Regions from separate parts of the Mus musculus genome. Here region 2 is linked to region 1. Evidence: chromatin contacts called from public Hi-C data. All regions are on one chromosome and are shown on one strand. The core of a region is the stretch at or near the end of the contact, and the rest is flanking DNA. Distances in the headings are between cores, read along the strand shown. Region 1 has its middle 17 kb from the start of Gm51814. Region 2 has its middle 20 kb from the start of Gm20139.

Region 1 (5,349 bases), core at 1,422-3,921:
CTTATGAATATCGATGCAAAAATCCTTAATAAAATTCTCGCTAACCGAATCCAAGAACACATTAAAGCAATCATCCATCCTGACCAAGTAGGTTTTATTCCAGGGATGCAGGGATGGTTTAATATATGAAAATCCATCAATGTAATCCATTATATAAACAAACTCAAAGACAAAATCCACATGATCATCTCGTTAGATGCAGAAAAAGCATTTGACAAGATCCAACACTAATTGTCTTAGTGTCAACTATTGGTCAGCTGTAATAAGCACTAATACTTTTCAAAAAGGAAATATATGGGTTTGTCTATCTGACATAAACAAAGCGGTATGTGGAACTTTAATATATGCGTCCTCCCCTGATATAGCTGTCTCTTGTGAGACTAGGCTGGGGCCTAGCAAACACATAAGTAGATGCTCACAGTCAGCTATTGGATGGAGCACAGGGCCCCCAATGGAGGAGCTAGAGAAAGTATCCAAGGAGCTAAAGAGATCTGCAACCCTGTAGGTGCAACAACATTATGAACTAACCAGTACCCCGGAGCTCTTGACTCTAGCTGCATATGTATCAAAAGATGGCCTAGTCGGCCATCACTGTAAAGAGAGGCCCATTGGTCACGCAAACTTTATATGCCCCAGTACAGGGGAATGCCAGGGCCAAAAAAATGGGAATGGGTGGGTAGGGAAGTGGGGGGGGGGTATGAGGGACTTTTGGGATAGCATTCTAAATGTAATTGAGGAAAATACGTAATAATAAAAAATATTTTTAAAAAAAGAAAATTAAAAGATTAGATACACCATAAAATATATATATATATATATATATATATATATATATATATATATATATGCGTCCTCAAGGTTCCATCCCTCTGCTTTCATCTCTTTGGCTTCCTGAGCAACTCTTGTGATCCCAGAATTCCTCTTTTCCCAGATTCCCATTCTTCTTTTCTCCTTTCAGAGAAGACAGTTGCTGTCCTACTTGCCTCTGGCTCTTCAAACCAGCATGGTGTGGTGTGGTTTGGTGCCCCCAAAATGGCTTCCTGACAACCCCTCCCATGAGCTGAAAGCACGAATGTACAGATTTAAAATTGTGTCTTCCAGAAATTAGAATTGAATTGGAGTAAAGGAAGGGAAAATAAGCTGCAGGACAGTTTGTGACAAGGTCTGTATGAGTCATTTAGGAGAAGTGGTGAAAGGGCCACTACCTTTGACAGAAGGAAATTATAAAGTGCTGGTTTAAAAAAATTTTTTTCTTTCTTCCTGAAAGAAAAGAGTTAGCTCTCAAGAACTTTGTAGTTAGATGAGTCATATTTTAATACCTCATCATTTTTAGTGTATTTTCACACATGCACACATTTTCTTTAAGCTGCTTAGACGGGTTATGGAAGATTCTGCCCACTTTACAAATAAGGAAGCTGGGGCTTTGAGAGAAAATTTCCCAGAGTGGCATCTAGTGTGTAGCAGGTCTTCAGTGCGAGCCTTGGGAGCCTTCCTGGCCCCCTTTCCTCAGACACCACACACGTTATATGCCAGCACTGAGATCTTCGTATTATATTTTCTCATCTACCTATGGAAACTGTTGGACTTTTGAGACAGCATCCCGATGTGTACTTTAGGTTGGCCTCAAACCTTCAATCTCCTTGATCTAGTCTCCCATAGGCATAGACAGCAGCACCAGGCTTCTATTTATTTGTTTATTAGTTTGGGTATCGGGGGACCAACATCTCATGTGTCTTCAGCTTTGCTCTAGAACTCTGCTGGGTGTATCACTTTACCCACTTTCCAGAGCTAAGAATGGCTTTGAAGGGAGGTTCTAGGTCCAAAAAGCTGCAGAGTTGGCACGTCAACCCTCAGGAAAACTGAGTTCCACTACGATATTGTATTGCTTATGCTCCAAAGACTTTGTCTTGTGAAATGAAAGCAAAGTTTATAAAAGTGACAGGGGCTAAAGTGAGCATAACAACCAGGCTTAGCCAACAGGACCCTCAGCCAGGACTGAGACATAGGCGTGGAATAAAGGCAAGGCTGTCCTCCGCAAAGACCAGGCTTACTCAGCTATTCTCATGGGTATCAACTAGGAAATTTCTAGTCCCTCCCTTTTTGCTGATCTCTGAGACCTGAGACATGGTTTCTTTAGAACCTCTTCAATGGTTAACATTCATACCTGGCTCTGGAAGCCAATCCATTCAGACCTATCACTCACAGACACTCCCTAACATAAGCTAATTTGATGGCTTATGCTTTTGCTAACAAATTCAGTTCTTGATGTTACACTGGACATGTAGGCTCCTTTTAAAAAGTACCTCAGCTAATGTGAAGGCAGGAATGTTGGAAAAAATTCTCTTTGGAATCAAAAATAAAATAGAAAAAAAAGTCCAAGAAAGCTATTCAGAACCAACTTGAAGAATAGGCACATAAACAAAGTACATCACAACTAAACTACTCAATGTAGTGAAGGGGAATTCCTGGTGTATTTGTAACTTTAAATATTAGAAAGTTTCAAGGGTTAGAGCTCAAAACTCTAAAGCATGACCAGAGGATGTTCTGCCGGGCACTCTGTACTTTTAGGATTTCTTCCTCCTCTTTTGCCCTTTTAGCACAGGCTGACCTGATCTGACAAAGAATGTGTGTGACTCAGACCACAGACCGACTAGTTGTGGTTTGAAGGGTGTCACTTCAGAATTCTAATCTCCTTTGTCATGGACCATCCCTGGGGATTCCAAAGTATTACTAGCCATAAAGGAACTCCCCATCTCAATGAACCACAGCTCCCAATAAGAAATGAGCAACTTATGATAGTGAAAATGGGACATTCTAGAGGAATTAACAAAGAGTAAAGCCAAATCAAATCTGTTAAATGCATTACTGACCATATTAGGAAAAGACACACAGGTGACAGACAAAAGGCTTTACAAGAAACGAACTGCATAATGTTTTTTTGGAAAACCTACTTAACAAAGTGCTTGTTATCACTTTTTCCTAATAGGACATGGTGGAAGAGAGTACATTTTTTTTCAACTACAACAAGGATGGATTATTCTAGTGTGGGGTTCAAAATTAACCAGAGGCATGTCTTAGTTAGAGTCAAGTTTCATAAACATTTACACACACTTATTGTGTGCCACCTTGTGCTAAGAAATATTAATGATCTGTCAAAGCAAGGTCTTTTCCTTCAGATATCCTACTATTCAGCAGACAAGTCCATACTATAGTCACAGGAATTTTAAGTACTGCATGGGGTATCATGTCCCTCTTAATACTCTGTTCTATCTTCAGCATGTATGAGATGGTCAGGGATGAGTGACGTCTTCATCTCATCCAAATATTTCTTCAGTATCAGCTGTTATGTGTGGTTGCATATTTATTTTTTAACAACCTATTTCAGGTAGAGGCACAAATCCATATGCTGATCATGCAACAAATAGAGTGCCTGGCACCTAGATAATACAATGTACTTACCTTCAACCCATATGTTTAAACCTTAAGAGGCAACAGAACGGTCAGGACCAGGAAGGAGTCTCTCTGAAAATGCCAAGAGTACTGCTCAGAGCAACAGAGGCCTAAGGTTAGAGTTGATACAAGCAACACTTCCCCAGGTGCTGCTTATCATGCTGAGTGCACAAAGTGAAAATAGTACCAGGCTTCACGCAAGTTGTATTTTTAGAAAGAAAATCACATAGAAAATGCTCGAACTTTTCAGATTCAAAATTCCCAAGTGGAAGGACTAGGGACTTTCTGAAGGGAATTGAACAGCTCGGCTTTATGATCCGACTTTATTTGATCAGCATGTAAAAAGCAAACAAACTCACCTGGTGATATAGTTAGGTAATATACCGAAATCACCTCTGTATGTTCGTAAATTCATGAGTGACATCAAGTAGTGACCTGCAGCACCTGTGGCTTCTGCTGCCTTTACCTCCACTTGCAGGGCAGGACTCCCCGGACTCCTCATAAAACACTGAACTGAGCGAATTCTGGACAAAGAGGGGGCAGGAATTTGAAAGGAGGAAAGAAAAGAGGGGGGGGGAGGGGAAGGAAGTAGAGGAAAAGAGGGATCCTGAGAGAGAAGGATTGGTGAAAAAAGAGAGAGTAAACTCTGTGGGCATCAGTATGGGGAAGCTGGGATTGTAAGTAGAGGGATTTGTGAAACTTTTAGGACTAAATTTGATATCAGGAGTTAAAATGAACCCATTTAGTATTTCCTAAACTTGCCTACTTATAAGAATAAAAATCTGCCTTGTCAGATGGTTTGCTCTGTTAAATGTTTGTTATACCAGCATGAGGACCTCAGTTGTAATCTGAAAACTGGTTGGTAGAGACAGGAGGTCTCTTGCTGCCTGACCTGTCTATCCAGTTGGTAAGCTCTGAGTTCAGTAAAAGACCTTATCGAGAGAGAGAGAGAGAGAGAGAGAGAGAGAGAGAGAGAGAGAGAGAGAGAGAGAGAGAGAGAGAGAGAGAGAGAGAGAGAGAGAGAGAGAGAGACAGAGCGAGAGAGACAGAGACAGAGACAGAGAGAGAGCGCATGCATTACAAGAGTTAGTTCAATTTTCTGATTTGAAAGAATTCTAACAATCTCTACTGTTCACAAACAGGCCTTGCTAATTTGTATCATCAAGGAGGCTGACCTAATTGATTCACTGTGTTCCAGTGTGTACTACTCAGCTTGTCTGATTGATGTCGTTCTCTCACAGTGATTTTCTCTTTAAGTCCTGTAGGGAGTGGCTCTTGGTGGTAAAATCCTGTTTCCCAATTGGTTCTTGATCTATCAATAAAGATGCCAGGGGCCAATTGCTGGGCAGAAGGAAAGAGGCGGGACTTCCATGTCCCCTGCAGTAGAAGCTAAAGATATGCAATGAGAGGAAGAGAGATTTTGCCATGCTTCAGAGGGAGAAAAGGCCATCAGCCATGTGAGATCTAGGGTGAAGTGGCCATTAGCTACTTCCCCAACTGGGCCTGGGGTAGGAACTAAAGCTGAGGGCAGATTTAGGGTGCTAAGAGTATTGGAAAAGGCAATCTAGCCATGGGAGATTAGAAGCACCCAGCAACTGAGCCAATAAGGCAGGTTGAAAAATAAGCGTGTGTGTGTGTGTGTGTGTGTTTCATCCGAGGATCCAAGAGAACCTGGGTGGGGCTGATAACACAGTCCACCCAGAGCTTAAAGCAGGGTAGCAAAAATTACATGCTACAAAGCCCTGTCCTGCACTTCTCTACATTTTCCCTCTTGGAGTCTCATTTACATAACATTATACATGTATGGTGGCAAAACCACTGAATTTTGTAGTCTGAATGCCTGCCAGAACACTAGTCCATGCCACCCTAGGTAGTCAAAATGCTTAAGCTTCTGTGAAA
Region 2 (5,224 bases), core at 1,106-3,605, 76 kb before region 1:
GTGAATGAAGATGTTACCTTAGACAAGCCGAGCACTTCAATTCACAATAGTGCGTTCATCTTTACAATCTCTTTTGAGCTACAGAGACCTACGAGTGAGTCAGGCCACATAATTCTTGCAGACAAAATGAATGTTTGAGAGAAGCTAAGTGACTACTAGAACTACACGGCTAGTGAGTGAGTGAAAGTGGGGACAGGATAGATTAAATTTCTCTACCTCATATTCTATGAAGCCACCCACAGCTCTGTCTGGTGAGCTGCTTTTATTGTCACCTTGAGAACCTGGAGTACCTATGAGGCACCCTGTCTGCATAGGCACACTAGCCTTAGGCTCCTAGGATCTGGCTTGCAGAAGACTTGTCTCCATGATTCCTCTCTGAAGAAGGAGAGAATGCATTTTTTACCCTGAAGTCTCACCTCAGCTTTCCTCTCATAACTTTACTTCCACTGATTCAGAGTTATGTGGAAGGGTAACGAATGGCCCCCTGGGAAACCAACTGTGTGCCTCTGCGCATGCTCTGTTCCTTGCCTGGCCCAAGAGGGCTGCTAAAGCATGAGCTAAATGGAAAACTGAAAACTCGGTGGCAAACAGCATGGAAGCTGATCTCAGACATGCTTGTGAGTAGTTTCTAAAGCAGAAGGTGAGGAGAAGGCAAACTTGTCCTATGGCCTGGCTGGCTTAGCTGTACGGCAATATACCCCATAGCGAGGCTTCGCACATTCGCTCTCCCTGTCCACATTTCCTGAAGTGTAAGAGTGGGATTTCATAGTTCCTGTAGCAATTCTCTTGGCAAACAAGGAAGATACTCTAAAGAGCTGCTGGTGCTCCGCCCTTTGCCTCGGAGACCAGGGAAACAATGGACCCCAGGAAACTGGAATTTCCCCAGGAATCTCAAGCTAGGAAAGGAAAAGGCTGGAGGCGCTTAGAGGGGGAGCTTGTCTCCTGGAAAGCAACTTCATACAGTTCTGACAACTTGTCAGACAATCTTGCAGTAAAGAGTGAAGCCTAGGCAGAGATGATGGGCAGAGCCATGCCTTGGGGGGGAGCTTTTTAAGATATATATATATATATATATATATATATATATATATATATGGAAAAGTGCTCTCTTCACACACACACACACACACACACACACACACACACACACACACACACATATGGAAAAGTGCTCTCTTGACCCTCAGATGGTCTGGCATATATTGGGTAAGGTAAACAAAAGTCAGATGTGTAAAGTCATCCACTATCAGTAGCGGTGATCCTATTGATTTTATTTTACCCTTTCTGAATCACAGTGCTCTATCATCTTTCGCCTTTCTAAAGTCCACGTGCTGGCCATGTAACCACTGAATCTTGACAGCATGGAGGAAAACTTTACCCTAATTTGGTTAGGTGTTTGTCAGGGACAGCACGCCAAGACCTGTGTGGTTTAGGATGGCGTTCTCATCGTCAAATTGCCTGACACCAGTGCCATTATGGTGTGTGGCATTACAGCCTCACAGTGAGTCCTGGAATAATTCTGGAACGTGAGAGCCCTACAGTCAGATCTTTTCCCTTCAGCTCAGGTAAGGAAGCGTCTGCTGCCTCTGGCACTGGAAGGCAGCATATAGGAGGCAACACTACCCCCAGGCTTACCACCTATGGATGTGTCAAAAGGCACAATGCGGTTGACAATGCCTGGCAGTGTGGGGATATGAGGGACAGCATCATCTACAAAGCATCTGGTTGGTTGTCTCATAAGGTCACTGATTCTATGCAAGAGAGCTCTATGTCATTGTCTTATGTTCTCCCAAAGGCTCCAGATACCTGCAAGTACCATCTCAACAACTGGAGATTTGACACCTGAATTTGGACAGGAGGGGAGAAGTCCACTCTTAGTAAACAACTTGGATCAACCAACAGGCAGAGATGCATGAGTGAGCATAGTCAGCCCTGTATCCCTGTGGTCACGTGGTTCCACAAAGTTGCCATGACAACTTTTATCAAGCTTGGTGCCACTAAAAAGAGAGATGGTGCATTTTAGAGTCTCTGGGGGTCTAAATAAGTTTTCCTTAACATTTTAAGTTCCTAACAAGTCATTTTTTTTAAAGGAGCTAACAGCAACAGGCATTTATCTCTACCACAGAAAGTAGTAAGTTATACAGGTCAGAGTTCAACACAATTCGGTATGTTTCTCCTAAGAGAAGCAGTTTATGGTCTCTGTGAAACAATTGTAATCACAACGCAGCTTCCACAGGGCTGAATCTGGGATTCATCTGGCAGAGTAGAGCTGAGCTTTGAGGTCCAGGAACTGCCAAAGGCAATGACGCACATTCAAAGAGAGGAAGCTGTTGTCTAACCAGAGCACATCCTCCTGGCATGCACAGCCGCTCTCCTCCCACTCCCACTCCCACTTTCATATTCTTGGTGCTTGGCTCACAACAGAGCCGTAGAAATGGCAGTGATGATGACAGATATTCTAGAGCATCAGATAAAAGTAGCATTTCCGAATCAGAGTTCTGATGTGGAGGCAGGTGCTCATAGACAGCTCCTGGTCTGGCGAAGAAAGACAGAAGTTAGGCCTCTTCTGCAGAACGAGTACCGAACCGGTGCAGCAGAGGCTACCGAGGAGCTGTAGGGTCTTTCTTTACCACTGATGGTCACAGTCACCAGCTCCTGAGGACTTCTTAGGAAAGTGAGTCCAGCACATATATTCCACATGGAGAACAAGCCAGCTACCTAATTCCAGGGTGACTGTGTGTGTGTGTGTGTGTGTGTGTGTGTGTGTGTGTGTAGGCTTATCTTATATTGTCATGTACTTGATAGGAAACCATTGGCCAGGTTAACAGCAATTAAGATGCATTTTAAAGATAATTGGCTGTTTGAATGGTGCAATGCCCATCGCTTCGCACTGTGAACGTCTGGAGGAATCTGTGTGAGCTGTGCCTGTTGTTGATCAGGTAGTGAAATATCATTGGACCCAGCCTTTTCAAAAGCTCCTATGAGGGAGGCACACTGCTGGTCTCTTAAAGAAAAAGGGGAATATTTCCAGTTCAGACTGCTTAGTGCCTTCCCAGTGAGATTATATTGAAATCTGTGCTTATCCCAGTCGTCCAAACTTGATGGAAGTTCAGACTGTTTGAGAGCATTATTTGTTTTCTGAAAGTGTACATTTCAGAATTTCTCTCTCTCTCTCTCTCTCTCTCTCTCTCTCTCTCTCTCTCTCTCTCTCTCTCCTTCCGTTATCTCAGTTTTAGTATTAGAAGGTAATTAAAAAGTTTGAAAAAATTAAAACAGTAAAAATGTTTTTCTTTTTCCTTTCTTATTCTTTTTGCTTGCTTTCTTGTTTGCTTGTTTTAATAAGGAAAAAAAAATAGAAGCCAGGTTCTACAGAAGTGAGCTAATGGTTATTCATGGCAAACTTTCTAAACTTATTCTTAAGCAAACATCTTGGGAATAAATTTTAAATGCAGTTGTCCCTATAGCACAATATGTGGTTTCACAAACAAGCAAAATCCCTAAATAAAGTAACAGACATTCTCCTGCTAGTTCGAAGTGAATACCGTATTCAGAAGAGAAACATACATAAAAATACTGTACTATTCAAACTCGCAAGGCAACAAACCTCTGTGCTAGAGGTTGTCTTAGCAGTAAGCAAGCTACCATCTTAACTCTTGTCCCCGTCTTCCAAGGGGCTCTGTCTCTGTGATAATTCCTGCTTCCAAAGTCTTCCACAGCTAAAAAGTGTAGTGTCCATGGTAGAGGAGGGGCTGCTGTAGAGGAGCCCATGTGTTCTGGGTGGATGATTGGGCCACAGAAACAAGTCATAGTTGTCGCCTCTCCACTGCACTTCATCTGCAGGGTTCATTTCATCGCTCTCAGGGCTTTACAAGTTACAGAGTTTAACACAGTTCAAAGGCAAACAGAACGCAGAGACAACCAACCCCCACAAGGCTGTCCCACAGTAATTGTCTTTGCCCATTTCAAAGTCTCTTGTAATTTTTCCCGATACTTAGCTGACTACAGATGAGAACTCAATAGGAGGCAAGGTTCATATCAAAGCATAATGTATATATACTTCCTCACCTTTGTATGTCTTCACTTTCCAAGGATACTTGTAGCACTAATTACTAGCATCAGTCCCAGTTACCTGTCGCCAGTGTTCTATAGAACTCATTATGTCTGAGACAAGAATGCAGAGAACTTGAAGCATTTGTATGCACAGCTTCAAGACCAGTACTGCGGGGGAGGTGGACACAGACTGAGGAATGGGACTCTCTCTCCCTATCCCAAGTGACAGTGATTATTCCACATGGAGGGAACCCCTGGGCCCATTTTAGTGAATGCTCTGTGTACTCTATTTGGAGCACTTCTCTCTGTGCCTGTGTCTTAGGTTCTTTCGGATCATGTCAAACATCACCTGAGCATAGGAAAGGAACTTAGCTCTTTCCGGTTGTGACCTTGCCCTAACAGTTTTCCTAGTCACTCACCAGCCTTCCAAATAGACACACCAGGCCAGATACTGGGCCAGGCTTACTGGAAATGAGTAGAAATGATCCTAAATCCTGTTAAATGGTGTATTTCCAGGGAGCTCCTGTCTGCTCCATGGACTTTTCCTAAGAGGTATATCAAATGCCTGCTCACCTGTGTTAGAGCACCAACAAAGGACAGAAGTAAGGATTTCATTACAGTCTAACTTTATGAATGAATGCCTTACTGAGCTTACTTAGTATATGAGGTGTTATTTAAAATATTGTCAGTGATGGCCCAAAAGACAGATCAGCAGAAGTTCTCACTCTAGCATGCATGACTGCTTTCCATAGCAGCACAGATGGGGTCCCCCTTCCTCACTACTTTGTATACTCTGTCATGTTCTCAGACTAACACGTGCAGCTTGGGGAAGAGTCATATACAAAAAGAAGTGTCTAGGACCTCAGGTGAAGGTTCAGTGACCCTCGTTACTTCCTTTTGCCACATGGAGATGTCAGGAGACCCAATCTCGAGTGTACCTTGCAAGTAGCCAGGGCTGCCCCAACGAAGAGGGTGACACCCGCTATGCTTGCAGAACAATGTTCTACAGTCCAAAGAAATAGAGTTGTATTATGGGGAAGTAGAAGGGTACTGGAGTCAAAAAATTCACACTTAATAGCTTATCTACTCCCTTCAAACAAATGGCTACCAACTGTGAACTGTGGGGATGTTGATTTCCAACACCTACCTTATCAGGTTATAATACTTAAGAATG

What was found. A called contact is a pair of places that touch in the nucleus more often than the background predicts.
Region 2: a contact with region 1 is called in a Hi-C map of muscle stem cells, with 1.8 times the contacts expected there. The contact joins two enhancer-like sites. A contact is called at or near these places in 2 of 15 datasets of contacts at CTCF or cohesin (CD8 T cells and the NIH/3T3 cell line), 5 of 484 Hi-C or Micro-C datasets (muscle stem cells, nephron progenitors, pancreatic cancer cells and 1 more) and 2 of 115 datasets of contacts at active chromatin or transcription factors (embryonic fibroblasts and embryonic stem cells).

Annotation. Positions count from the first base shown.
Region 1 is chr10:19,043,508-19,048,856 of GRCm38.p6, reverse strand. No RefSeq gene overlaps it. Among named protein-coding and RNA genes, the nearest start is that of Gm51814, 17 kb to the left of the region's middle. Within about 2 kb of position 2,671, at least 66 of the 459 cell types and tissues checked have an H3K27ac peak or open chromatin away from gene starts, as enhancers often do. A contact at or near this core is called in muscle stem cells, where this site is marked.
Region 2 is chr10:19,119,517-19,124,740 of GRCm38.p6, reverse strand. No RefSeq gene overlaps it. Among named protein-coding and RNA genes, the nearest start is that of Gm20139, 20 kb to the left of the region's middle. Within about 2 kb of position 2,355, at least 75 of the 459 cell types and tissues checked have an H3K27ac peak or open chromatin away from gene starts, as enhancers often do. A contact at or near this core is called in muscle stem cells, where this site is marked.